Regions from separate parts of the Mus musculus genome. Here region 1 is linked to region 2. A link is a contact called in public HiChIP or PLAC-seq data. All regions are on one chromosome and are shown on one strand. Each heading gives the region's core, a stretch centred on a gene start, on an enhancer-like site or on the middle of the called end of the contact. The rest is flanking DNA. Distances are from core to core; before and after follow the strand shown.

The links. HiChIP or PLAC-seq counts read pairs in DNA pulled down with a chosen protein or histone mark.
Region 1: a contact with region 2 is called in an H3K27ac HiChIP or PLAC-seq map of embryonic stem cells, with 17 read pairs. The contact joins two enhancer-like sites. A contact is called at or near these places in 1 of 484 Hi-C or Micro-C datasets (embryonic stem cells) and 5 of 115 datasets of contacts at active chromatin or transcription factors (embryonic stem cells, neural progenitor cells and stem cell-derived neural progenitor cells).

What each region holds. Positions count from the first base shown.
Region 1 is chr16:9,350,130-9,356,961 of GRCm38.p6, reverse strand. No RefSeq gene overlaps it. Among named protein-coding and RNA genes, the nearest start is that of Gm41418, 74 kb to the right of the region's middle. Within about 2 kb of position 2,996, at least 10 of the 459 cell types and tissues checked have an H3K27ac peak or open chromatin away from gene starts, as enhancers often do. A contact at or near this core is called in embryonic stem cells, where this site is marked.
Region 2 is chr16:9,145,818-9,152,711 of GRCm38.p6, reverse strand. No RefSeq gene overlaps it. Among named protein-coding and RNA genes, the nearest start is that of Gm30567, 95 kb to the right of the region's middle. Within about 2 kb of position 2,656, at least 13 of the 459 cell types and tissues checked have an H3K27ac peak or open chromatin away from gene starts, as enhancers often do. A contact at or near this core is called in embryonic stem cells, where this site is marked.

The DNA of each region.
Region 1 (6,832 bases), core at 1,747-4,246, 200 kb before region 2:
TTTTTTAAAATCACACTATAGTGTTATAACTCCAGAGAGTTTATAGTGACTGCCCATGTGACTGCATCAGGAATCAACTAACACTCAAGCTCTGGGCACACCCGTGAGGGATTTTCTTTGTCAGATTATTTGAACTAGGAAGACCCACCCCAAAATGATGGAGACATAGCTTTTCAATTGTTCACCTCACTCCACTTGCCAAGTTTATCTATCCTGTTATAGCTCCGGTCCTTGGCAAATACTAGAACCAACTTTGTAGAGAGAATCTCTCATAAGCACAACCTGTCAATAAAAAAGCTGACAGCCAATGAGTTGAAGTAGGAAATAGGGGCCGGCACACTGGCAGGAAGAAAGAGGATTCTGGGAAATAGTGAGATTCAAGAGAACACAGAGGAGACAGATGTAAACCAGATGGTAGATGAACTCAGAGAGAGGCTGAGGGAGAATCAGAGGAGATTCAAGGGAAAAAGGGGGAGGGAACTGAGGAGGTAGGTAACCAAATGGTAGACATAGAATAGCTTGAATGGGTAAAATAAGTTACCAGCTAGTCTGGGAATGAGCCAAATGGCTAACTCATTTAATAATAAATAATTAATTTCAGCGTCATCATTCTGGAAGCTAAGACTGGAGAGGGAAAACGGATTTAAAAAGTATTTTAACACAACGTCTTGAGCATTCCAGTGTGGATGGAAGACCAGCGGCTCTCCAGACATCCTCCAGGCCTTCAGCACTGGATAGGGACTGTTGAGACCTTCAGCCTCCTGGGGGTAAGTCAACCTGACACAATCTAACAAACCTCCTTTTAACTTTCTCTCTCCCCTCCCCCATCCTATTGGTTCTGTTTTGTTTTTGTTTTTGTTTTTGTTTGTTTTTCTTGTTTTTTTTTTTAAGAGAAATCTGACTAGCACAGGGATATATCTGAGAAGACATTCAAGGTAATGTGTTGGAAATCAAAAAATGCTTAATTTTGCTCTAGATTTGGGCTCTATGCATATGTGAACATCCAACCAAGCTGTAAGAGTTACAGTTTGTCTATTTGGGATGACAAAAATGTTTGGAAAATCAGACATAACAATTTTGTAACATTGTGATTGTAATTAATGCCCTTGAACTTCACATTTAGAGATGGTTAAAACAGCAGATTAGATCACATATATTCTGTAATAGCACAATAAGTAATTGCAAAACATAATTAATGTATGCCATGATGCATATTTACCATAGTAAAAAATGTTTTAACAAGAAAAGCTGTATCAGAGGTATGCCCTTGACTCTTTGTTATGCTTCTATATCTTAACAGAAAAGAAAAAGTTGGTGCCTAGAAGATATGGTCATGGTGTGCACCTTCCCTTAGTCTTTCTCGTCCACACACCCCCATCCTCAGTGTAAAATTGTCACTTTGAACACACAAGGCAGGGAGGTCCTTCCAGATTCTCCCTGTGTAAGGAAGCAGGGAGGACCTCCCAGATTCTCCCTGTGTAAGGAAGCAGGGAGGACCTCCCAGATTCTCTCTCTGTAAGGAAGCAGGGAGGACCTCCCAGATTCTCCCTCTGTAAGGAAGCAGGGAGGACCTCCCAGATTCTCCCTGTGTAAGGAAGCAGGGAGGACCTCCCAGATTCTCTCTCTGTAAGGAAGCAGGGAGGACCTCCCAGATTCTCCCTCTGTAAGGAAGCAGGGAGGACCTCCCAGATTCTCTCTCTGTAAGGAAGCAGGGAGGACCTCCCAGATTCTCCCTGTGTAAGGAAGCAGGGAGGACCTCCCAGATTCTCCCTGTGTAAGGAAGCAGGGAGGACCTCCCAGATTCTCCCTGTGTAAGGAAGCAGGGAGGACCTCCCAGATTCTCTCTCTGTAAGGAAGCAGGGAGGACCTCCCAGATTCTCCCTGTGTAAGGAAGCAGGGAGGACCTCCCAGATTCTCCCTGTGTAAGGAAGCAGGGAGGACCTCCCAGATTCTCCCTCTGTAACTGTTCTTCTGGATTCCTTCCCTCTTGTGCAGTTTAGCCAGTGAATCATCCCTGATGGTCTGGATGGAGGCCGGAGGAGCTGCATGTGAATGAACACATCATAGAACCCAGGGAATTGACAATGTGATGCCAAGACCTGCCTTTTCAACATGCAGCCCCTCCCCCCCACCGACTGCCTGGAGATGTTTATTAGAAGGGCATAATTAACGTGGCAGGTGCCTTTGTTACATTCAAATAATAACAGCGCAGAACACAGGCTTATAATTAGTTGGGCTTTTTTGGGGCTCCAGTGGTGCTGCTGCTGATACTAAGCACAGAACATGACACCTTATTGTGCACTCAGTATGGGGGTGATTCATGTTCAGCTGGTGAGGATGCAGGCTTTTGGGAGTGTTGAAAGTAGACAAATTTAAATAAAAACCAGGAATGACTATGAACTCCCAAGGTCACACAAGTGGGGAGCAGGGCTTGGTTGGGTGTATCTGACTGCACATTGCTCCCGAATGCTTCATTTCCTTAAGTGCCTCCCACTAGAAGAGAGAGCTGCATGTGCGAAGGTCCCGTGGTTTAAGGAAGAATACAAAGCCAAGCTGTAAAGGACAGAGGATGAATCTGGACCCTCGATGGAGGAAAGTGTTTCAAGACAACCACAGTGATCTTGTACAGTTTTGATGAACCTATTCCCCTGTGGAATAGGTTCAATGGAAAATGATGGGGAAGAAACAGCGCAGACTTGAGAGAACAGTTATATCATAGAGGAGATAGGACATAGCAACAGAGAACTCTAGTCCTTCTCATCCTAATCCTCCCCCCCACCTCACCCCCCCCAAGAAAAACCAAGCTGTGGTATGTGTTAATGCTGCTCACAATAACAAGGCAGCTGTCTATCTGAACAGACACCAGCTTGGGAAAGGCCAAAAGGTAGCATTACAATAAGCAACCTCCAATGACAGAAACTCCCTAGCCCCAGAATGTGCTGTGTCTGTGTAGGAGGACACCATGCAGTTTCCTATAGCCCCGGAGAGATTCGAGGCAAGAATGAAAGTGAAGCCCAGGATGAGTGGGGGTGTTCACTGCTCAGTGCCTCCATGCCCTTTCATTTGCCCCTTCCCCGACCTCGAAAGCAAGTAAACTGGGTGGGAGGAGGGTGGAAATCTAAATGTCTTGACCAAGTGGTTGAGTGATCTTGACCTTGGCTTCCTCCCAATTGATTGGTCTCTGCTGTATCTCCACAGTAACAGATGAACACAATCTCAGAGCTTCTGTGGTCTCAAGGTGAGGTCAGTGGTCCCTGGATTAAATTTCATAATTCTCTGATGTTCTTTAATGTGGATAAACCATCTTATTCGTTCATCAATTTAAGCCCATATGACTCTAAATAAGACTTAGGTCCAAATACCTAGCCTACATGCAAGGCTCCAAGGAAGGTGGCCTGAATCGTGTGACCAAACCCATCCATCCCCATAAAAGGTCTTTTCCTTTCTTTCTTTCTCTCTCTCTCTCTCTCTCTCTCTCTCTCTCTTTCTTTCTTTCTTTTTTCTTTTTCTTCTTTTTTTCTGCTGTTGTTTGAGAATTTTATTTCAACATATAAGGTGCTTTAATCAAATCCAGTCCCATTCCCTCCCCTCCAGTTCCTCTACCCCCACAGTACTTTTTGAGAGTACTGATTGAATTTACATTACAGGTGAATCTGTGGGTCAAAGCTGGGAAGATGGCTCAGTGCTTAGCAGCATATTTTGCTCTTGGAGTGGACCAGAGTTTAGTTGCCAGTACCCACATCAGGCAACTCACAACCATCTGTAGTTCCAATTCCAGAGGATATTACAACTCCTCTGGCTTCACAAGCATTGCGCTCATACAAAGCTAAATTCACATAGACATGTCATCATTTAGAACAAAATAAAAATAAATTTAAAAAGACATGGATCAGAGACGTCTACTTACTTGCCAGAGGAACACAGCTGGCAAGTACAGATTTGAGGTAGCACTGTTCACTCTGTCCAGGAAGAGATGGGACACAGGACATGTGGCATAGGACCCAGGCTACCAAGCTGGCTTATCCATATTGAACAGCGGAAGATTAAGAACTTTGTCATTCTTGTCTCTGTAATTCTCTACTCAATCTGCTTACTATGCAGAATGAGAACCCAGCTGCTTCTCTCTGCACCGTGCTGTGGCTTTAATAATTAACATTAATTGTCAACTGGACAAGACCGACAGTCACTTGGGAGACAAGCTCCCAGACGTACCTGCAAGGGATTATCTAGATCAGCATGAGGAGGGAAAACTCACCTTGACCGTGGGTGGTAGCATTTCATGTCTGTTCTCTCCAACTGAATGAAAATGAGAAATTCGGCTGATCTCTAACACTCATTTCTGTGTTTTCTGCCTCAACACCTTGTGAATTAACACTGCGGTGGACTCCTTCTTTCCTTAGGTTGTTTTTGTCACAGCAGCCACAACAAAAAGAAATGAGTACAGTGGCCCCCAAACTCCTTGCCTTTAAAATGTAATGATGGCCTCCCTACTGGTCAATCTGCTTCCATCTTTGCCTCCTCCCAACACACACACACAAATACACACACACACACACACACACACACACACACACACACACACATACACACACACACACCAGAACGGTGCTGAGGAGAACTCTGTTCACAGTACTGGTGTTCTCATCCAGGGGAAATCCCAAGTCCCCAACAGCACATGGAGTGAGGCAGCTGCCCAAGCCCAGTTCCTTCCAGCATCATCTTCACGGTCGTCTCTGCACCTTCTCTCTCCAGCTCCATCACCAGATGGTAGAGCCCATCCCTGAGCATCTTATATGAACTCTCTGCGTCCCTTTCCCTCCTCTGCTTTGCTGTACTTCTCACCATCTACCTTGTCAAAATGAGCTCTGTACAGGATGGAGAGGCTTTGTCTCTAGTGTTGCTTTAGTTCAGTGTTTGGTGCGGAATAAGTGCCTAACAAATATTTACTGAATGAATATAGATAGATAGATAGATAGATAGATAGATAGATAGATAGATAGATAGATAGATAGATAGATGCCGCAGACCTTCTGGGTCCCTGTGTCTGCGTGGAATGGGGTCTCTCGACGCGGGTGGGCAAAGCGTGGATGAATGACAGACAGACACACACGCAGGAGAGTTTGTGTGGAATCTGAATGTAATTTTACAACTCGAGCATCAGACTTTTTATGCAGAGGACAATAAGGAAGTTGGGTGACATATTCGCAAGGTACAGTTGAGGTAACCGGAATCTTACATAAAACAGAGGAATGTAAACACAAAAGGTCTAACGGGAACCACCCAGGATAGAATACATTGATAACAGCTGGGATCAACAAGGGCTCCACCTAAAATTCACTAATCTTAGAAGCCAGGGTCAAGGGCTTCGCGTCCTTGCCACAGTTCCTATTTTAGTCTCTTGTATAGTCCACCTTCCCCTTAGGCCATTGTAAATACGTGTGTATGGGTGTAACTCTGCTATAGTATCTATTCTGGTTTCTCTGGTCTGAAACTTCCTTCTTTTTAAGTGATGGTAAATTCCTGTGTAAGGGAGTGACTTAGCTTTTACAATCTTGCTGAATTCTAAACCCTTGATCTTGGTCAAGGATGCCCTTGGACTGTTGGAACACTGGCGGAAGGCTTAAGCCATGTCAAAATTCAATTTTAAAAAGCACTTATAATAGGAAAATACTGAAAGAGAGCACGTGGATCCATACACTAGACTAACTCGGGAATGGAACTCGGGAATGAAAAATTACTGTATGGGTAGGGAACGCTAGACTCCAGGAGGAGAGCTTCCTTGAAACTCTTTTGCCTCATGAGTGACTTTTAAGCCTTTCGGCTTGTCCAGTTGACTCGACCGGAGAGCGTAGCAGATAAATAGATAGATAGATAGATAGATAGATAGATAGATAGATAGATAGATTCAAAAGATAGAAAAATCAGACAGTGCAAATATGAGGTTCCCTCTTATCAAAGACTCCTTTTTGCAAGAGTTAAAAAATATGGAGCAGCAAGACAACTCAAAGGTGCTTACCACACAGGCCTTATAACTTGAGTCTAATCCCTGGAATCCATGTAAAAAAGTCTGGATGTGGTGGCGTGCACCTTTAATATTTGCACTCCTACACTGAACTGGAAGAATATACTAGAAGCTCCTGTCTTGTAGAGTATGAGGTACAAGATGTTCTCCAACTGTCCAGTGCCTGACAAGTGGTAATAACTGTTCTTTATGCTGGTTTTCATACCACATGATCTTCCTATGTTGGTAAGAACATCTCTGTCCTGAAGTGCAATTAACAGAAGCTTCCAGACTTGTTTGCAGAAATGAGCTAATGAGAGGAATTCTGTAACACACACACACACACACTGAAGACTGGCCTAAGTGCAGATACTTCCCTTGACTTCTCCTGACCTTTTCTATCTAACCTTGGAAACAGGGCAGAGTGTGAATCTGTGCCCGAGTCAGGTGGGCAGGAAGAGCTTCCATGGGGTTATCTCCAATGTCAGGTGCTGAGGGCATAGAGCAAGTCTGGAATCCGCTTTCCCTGATAAGAAAATGATTAGCGCTTGCACTGTGCATAAATAGTGTTGGAGCTAGACGGGCCACGCAAGAGGACAGATACAAGCTCATTTGTTGGATGTTCGGGTGGGAGAACTCTGGTCCAGTACTTCTAGGAGTGATGATTCAGTTACTTCTCAAGTAGACAGACCCCCCCCCTCCCCGTGTCGGCCTTTCTATTTAAGCCTGGATCCCTGAGCTGGCACTGGAATACAGAGCATGCTTCTCTATTCTGATTTGGCTTCACTTGTCCATCAGTGTCACCACCTCCTCAACAAAAGGCAAATTGAA
Region 2 (6,894 bases), core at 1,407-3,906:
ATACAACCCTGATACAGGAGAGTCTTCAATATTCATGACAATGCCTATGTCCGGATGGTTACCAGACACAGAAATTGGCATCTGAATGCACAGAGCACAAGACCAACCCCCAACACTCCCCTCTCCTCTTACTTCTCCTCCTTTTCTCCCATTCATTTCCTCTCCTCCTCTTTCTATTGCCTCTCCTTCTTTCTTCTCCCCTTTTCCTTCTTCCTCCTTCTCTTCCCTCTTCTCATTTTCTCCCCCTTCACTCCCGTCTTGTTTAAACTTTTTCTACTATTTTCACTGGGCATGGCTGCAGAGGACAAGAGGGGAGCTTGGTCAATATTTACCCTCAGGTTTTCAGGGGCTGCTAGAAGAAACTGAATAAAGGACTGTGATGTGTGTCTGTCTGAATTCTACTCACTGAACATGAATTGAAAATGATCTTCAATAAAATTTTAACATCAAAAAACTAGAAAAAAAAATCATACAATATCTTCACTGCAAATGACTCTGCCAGCCAAATTGAATCTGGGCAGAGGTCAGGATCGCAGCAGGCCACAGACCAGGCACTCAGCCAACGTCTTCAGGAAAGCCAGAGCCATTTTCTCCTAAATCTTATAATTTTTTTAAGTGACAAAGAACTAAGTCTAGACAGGCTCTCTGAATAGCAGCATAGTCCAGTCTGCACCACAATGATTAAAAGAAAATGCTTAGAACTGTCCCAAAGGCCACAGCTCACAGGCCATAAGACACTCAGGGATGCGACAACTGGCTCTAACTGAGCACCCGTGTTCTTCCAAGTCCATCAAATATTAAAATACAATTAGGAGCTGTAGACGTGCCTAAAAGGTTGCAAATTAACTTTTCTTTTAACTAGGTCAAGGAATTCACTAATGAATGAATGCTAAGGGCTGACGAGTAAGGGTCAATTCGTCCTTCTTAAATTCAGAGCAGGACATAGGATTGATTATCACAGACCTGGAAAACATAGTCAGTCCTGAATTCAAATCTCAGCTCACTCCTGGAGAAAGTCACTTCCTCAAACCCAATCTGTAAAGCAGACATGATTAAGGTCTCCATCACTGAGCAGTTATTGCATACAAAGCACAGAGTATGTCCTCACTGAATGTCTGCCTTCTTCCCACTTTGAAACAGCACTAAAAGGGTTTGGTGTGGTAGATATGTTTTACAGGAACATAAAAACTAGGAATGCCCTCCCCATTTAATTAGGGCAGAAAGGAGAATGTCCCTGTGGCAGGTATTCAAGGCCAGGACATGAAATATGATGATGGCATTTTGCTCCTCTCCTTTTGAAAAGAGATGAAGGGGAATGTGCCAGTTAGAAAAATTAAGAGGCTCTAAATCCTTCCAAATCCTCACATAGCCATCCAAGTGGCCAATAAGAAGGTTCTTAAATTAATGACCTCTTAAGAAATTAAATTATTGATTAATGCCTCTGATGCCTCTGTGGCCAACTTGATTATAGCAGGAAGGAAGCACATGTGACGTGTCCCTTCCCCTCATCTCAAAGGGTCATATGACTCACAGCAACTGAAGGTGTGCTCTGCTCAGTCCACATGAAAAACATATATAATAAAATAAGGAGGGAAGAAAATCACAGGGATCGCTGGGAACACATTTATAGGCTACCTGGCCATGCTGTGAGGTGGAGGAAGGCTTCCTGGAGGAGGCAATTCCCAGTCAAGGTCAAAACCAGATGCAAGTACATACTTCCACAGGAAGAAGGTGGAAGCAGGCAAGACTAAGATGCTAAAGAGACATGTAGATGAGTAGTCCCTGTTCTCTCGAAACACTTCGGAACTTTCACCCCTAAATCGACTAATTCTCCAGATCTTGACACCAACAGGACATCCTAATTTGATTCCAAAACTGCTCAGAGTCGGGCAGACCTTAGAGCAAAACCCTGCGAGTTGATCCTCTTTCTACTCCAGATCCAAATTCCAGGTCACCTGCCCTGAGAACCCCTGTTCCCACCTGATCGCCTGCACTAAGAACCCCTGTTCCCACCTGGTCACCTGCACTTGCAACCTGTGTTCCCACCTGGTCACCTGCACTAAGAACCCCTGTTCCCACCTGGTCACCTGCACTTGGAACCTGTGTTCCCACCTGATCACCTGCACTAAGAACCCCTGTTCCCACCTGGTCACCTGCACTTGGAACCTGTGTTCCCACCTGATCACCTGCACTAAGAACCCCTGTTCCCACCTGGTCACCTGCACTTGGAACCTGTGTTCCCACCTGATCACCTGCACTAAGAACCCCTATTCCCACCTGGTCACCTGCACTTGGAACTTGTGGTTCCCACCACCACTGATCAGGTGTGATTATTTCCCAGAGTGCCTCAAAAACACTCAAGGAAACTGCTTGCTTAGGATCCTAAATGAACAGCCAGGTAAAGAGGCCAGAGGATGAGATCCAAAGGGTCTCAGACCAGATCCCAAGTCCCAATTAGGGTGCCATCCTCCCCACATGTGAATACATTCACTAGTCCATTGCTTGTAGTTTTTCCAGAGGCTCCATCCCACAAGCACAGTTGATGAGGTTCCTGGCCATTGGTGCCTTGACTCCTTCTCCAGCCCTCCTTGAGCCACAGAGGTCTGTGTGGGCCAGAAAAGTCCAGCTTACAATAGCAAATTTGGTACTTCCCCAGCCAGATAGCCTCATTAGCATACAGAAAGGCACTCAGAAGAGTCAAGGGTTTTTAAAGGTCTTGTGTTAGGAACTAAGACCAAAGAATGAAACAAAAGAGCTCTCATCTCATCTGTCCCACCCAAAAGGTTAAAAGCGTTTTACTAGCTGTGTGCCAGGAACTGAAGCAGAGATCAAATACATTCCTTATGTCACAGCGATTCCTGTTTTAAGCGCATTTGGAGAGGGTGGTGCCAGGGAGCAGGGGAAGAGAAGGAAAGCTAGTTCAGTTAGGGAAGGCTCCAGGTTTGGCTGAGGAGTTCCCACTTTAGGAAAATCCCATGTTTTACCAAACTCAAGCTGGCAGTCATTGACGAGAGGGCAAGAGGGGCCCCAGGCTGGAGCTCCCACAGTGACTCCCTAGGGAGCCTGGGTCTGTGGCCCCAGCACTGAAGCTGGGGAGGGCACTGGCTCCTGGGGAGGGCACTGGCTCCTTGCCCTTGCCCTGGCTCTTGCAGTCTCAGAAACAGTCTGTGTTTTTCCAGAAGAAAAACCTGGATCCAAAGCAGAGCATCCTCTCCTGGGAGAGAATAAAGCTGATGCTGTTGATTGCCCTTTCCTGAGCTTCCTCATTAGTAAAGGCGTGGTCAGTGCAACTCTTCAGCTGCCATCATCTGCATGGGAACAGGAAAGAAGGCTGTCTGCGCACCCGCCCACCCGCCTGCCAGGAAAGAGACACTTGAGACCTGCTGGATTTAGTGTCTACCCTAATAAACTTCAGTGACTACCAATAGTCTCAACCAGGGTATCCACAGTGTGGTCAAAGGTCCCAAAAGCCAGAGGTATGTCCAGAGGTATGAGGCCAGAAGCCCAGAAGCTTGGAATACCCAAGATACAGTTCACAAACCACATGAAACTCAAGAAAAAGGAAGACCATAGTGTGGATACTTCTATCCATCTTAGAAGGGGGGAACAAAACACCCATGGAAGGAGTTACAAAGTGTGGAGTAGAGACTGAAGAAATGACCATCTAGAGACTGACTCACCTGGCGATCCATCCCATATACGATCACCAAACTCAGACACTGTTGTGGATGCCAACAAGTGCTTACTGACAGGAGCCTAATATAGCTCTCTCCTGTGAGGCTCTGCCAGTGCCTCACAAACACAGAGGTGGATGCTCACAGCCATCCATTGGACTGAGCATAGGATCCCCAATGAAGGAGCTAGAGAAAGGACCCAAGGAGCTGAAGGGGTTTGCAGTCACATAAGAGGAACAATATGAAATAACCAGTACCCCCAGGGCTCCCTGGGACTAAACCACCAATCAAAGAAAACATATGGTGGGACTCATGGCTCCAGCTGCATATGCAGCAGAGGATGGCCTAGTCAGTCATCAATGGGAGGAGAGGCCCTTTGTCCTATGAAGGTTCTATGCCCCAGTGTTGGGTAATGCCAGGGCCAGGAAACAGGAGTGGGTGGGTTGGTGAGCAGGGGGAGGGGGAAGGGAATAGGAGGAGGGTGTTTTTCTGAGGGGAAACCAGGAAAGGATATAACATTTGAAATGTAAATAAAAAAATATCCAATAAAAAAGAGTTGTGGAGAGCTGGAGTGAGCAATGCATAGGATGGAAGCAGGGGGCAAAGCGTCTGATACAGGGCTCCTGGGAGAAACTGGAGGGAGTCCCCTCTGCTTTCTGGCTTATAAAGTGGTTGTGGAAATCTTCAAGACTGTGGTGCAAAGTAACGTATACATGCAAACCTGTAATACAGGCTCAGCATTGAGTACATGCTCAGGAAAGGATGAATGTGAGTAAGAATACAAGCATACGGTGGCCAGGTATGGTGGCAGGAGTCATTAGTCTGAGCACTCTGAATCAGAAACAGATGGATCTCTGCAGATTTGAGGCCAGTCTGGTGTACATAAAGAGTTCCATGCCTACCGGGTCTATATAGTAAGACCCTATCTAAAACCGAAAAGAAAGAGATGATGGGGCTGAAGAGATGGCTCAGTGGTCACAAGCACTAGCTTCTCTTCCCGAGGACCATAGTTCAAGTCTCTGCGCCACGTGGCAGCGATCCCAGTTCCTGGTTAGCTGATACCCTCTTCTGGCTTCCACAGGAACTGTGCACAGATATGCACCCATAAAGTAACAAATACATCTTTTAAAAGAATGGAGAAGGACAGGGAGGAAGAACAGAAGAGGGGCAAGACAGGGGAGAGAAAAGGGACGTGTTTCCTGAATTAGAACATTACTTACCACGCTTGGAAAAAACTCACGTGTCTCCACCATCATATTGAAAGAGGACATTTTTATCTGACTCAGTGTTTCATTCTGTATTCAATCTACATTTGTTATTATTTTTCTTTCTAAGCAACCCTCATGGGTAAGTTTGTTATTTCTAACTTTTCACAGGAGCAGTGTGGGGGTCAGAGAGAGGCACCTAGAGTCCCAAAACTCAGATACGTGTCTGTTTCCCCCAGAGCACCCCCATCCCCCATTGTGTCTACATCTGCTCAGTGCCACGTGCATGAACTAGAGACCATATATACTGTATACATGAGTGGTAAGACTTGCTCTGTAGACACACAGAGCTCAAAAGGCTCCTCTTGGCATTGATAGCCCTGATCAATGCCCTGGCCACTCATGGCACCCACACACAGACCACGAATCTCTGAAAGGCAATACTCTATGGTTTCCCCACCTTGAATCCCTGAAAGGCTGCTGCCAGATTAGGGTAGCAATCAATGTTAAATTTGAGTTGAAACCACTGCTTCAGGGCAAAAGCCACGCTGACCATTTGAATGACCTGAGTTCAATCATGACCCACATGGTGGAGGGTACCAACTCCTGCAAGTTTCCTCTGACCTCTGCATGTGTGTCATGCCAATCAGGATCCCACACACAAATGTATGTGCACAAAAAAAAAATCTGTCACTAAGACATTTTCCTTGAAGCAGGAGTCCCAATAGTCCATCCGCAGAACTCACCCTTTAAGACAGGCATGCTGTGGAAACAGAGACAGATCCCTGGGGCTGGAAGTTATTATTGTGATGTCCTGAAAAGATAGATGGAATAACAGGTGAGGTTGTCCTCGGGCTTCTGCACGCACACACCACACTTGCCAGTGCACCAGCACAACCACTGACCATGTAAACAAAAAAGTTAATTAAATGGTTGATTCCAAAGCACCGTGTCAGGAAAGGAAGAGAGAGTTCAGGACTATGCAAACAAACTTTTACTTCTCCAAGAGGATTTTTCTGTCCAGTTTTTGTCATAGAGACTTATTAAAGGTGACAGAGTCCTCAACCCACCCCTCATGGGCCACTCCTGCATGACGCTTGCTACCTGTGGGTCCTGCTTCAGGGAAGAACAGCCTGTGAGCCATAGGGTTTGGCAGCTGATGGAAGCTAAACTGATTACCGCTCCTGTTCCCCCTGTAATGTCTTCCTCCCTGACAACAGCTGTCTTGGAGCTGGCAGGGAATCAAATCAATGGTGTCACCTGTACAGCGGACACAAAATTCTAGAGATGGCTTCTCTTCTGCTGTTTTTAATAGGTATTGTGCAGCCATTGACTCCCAGACAGACTCTTTCTATAATCTAATTTTCTTTATTTACAAGCAGTGGGAAATGTTTTCTTGGTTGAACTATTCTGCTAGATTCATCTGAAATGAAGACTTGGGGACACAGTAAAAACATTTCGATTCTGATTTTCTACTGTGAGAGTCACTGGTTTTTTTGCCTGTGGATGCTGCCCTTCGTCACCAGGCTACATTCTAGCCCAAGTCCCAGATCATTCGGTCAACACAACTGAATCCTATTTTTGCTATGTGTCTTTGTTTTCCTCGTCTACAAAATGGAAGCAAGAAGAGCTATGGTCAGATAAGATCCCCAGAACCCATGGAAACATGCAGGCAGATGGTCATGAGCCTATAACCCAAGCATAGGACAAGAAACAAGAAGGTCTCTGGGGCTTGCTCAACAGTTAGAGTAGTTGAATCAGTGAATGCCAGATTCAGTGAGTCCTGTCTCACCAAATAAGGTGTAGAAGTACCTGAAGTAGGCACCCATTGTTGACCTCTGTCCAGCCTCTACCTGTATGTGCAAAGAGAGATAGAAGAGAGACACAGGCAGAGAGAGTGTCAGAGAGAGAGAGAGAGAGAGAGAGAGAGAGAGAGCATAGAAAGAGATTGAATTAAATATAAATCTATACAAAGTCCACAAAAGGAGGCTGGATATACCCATTAGCTACCTTTG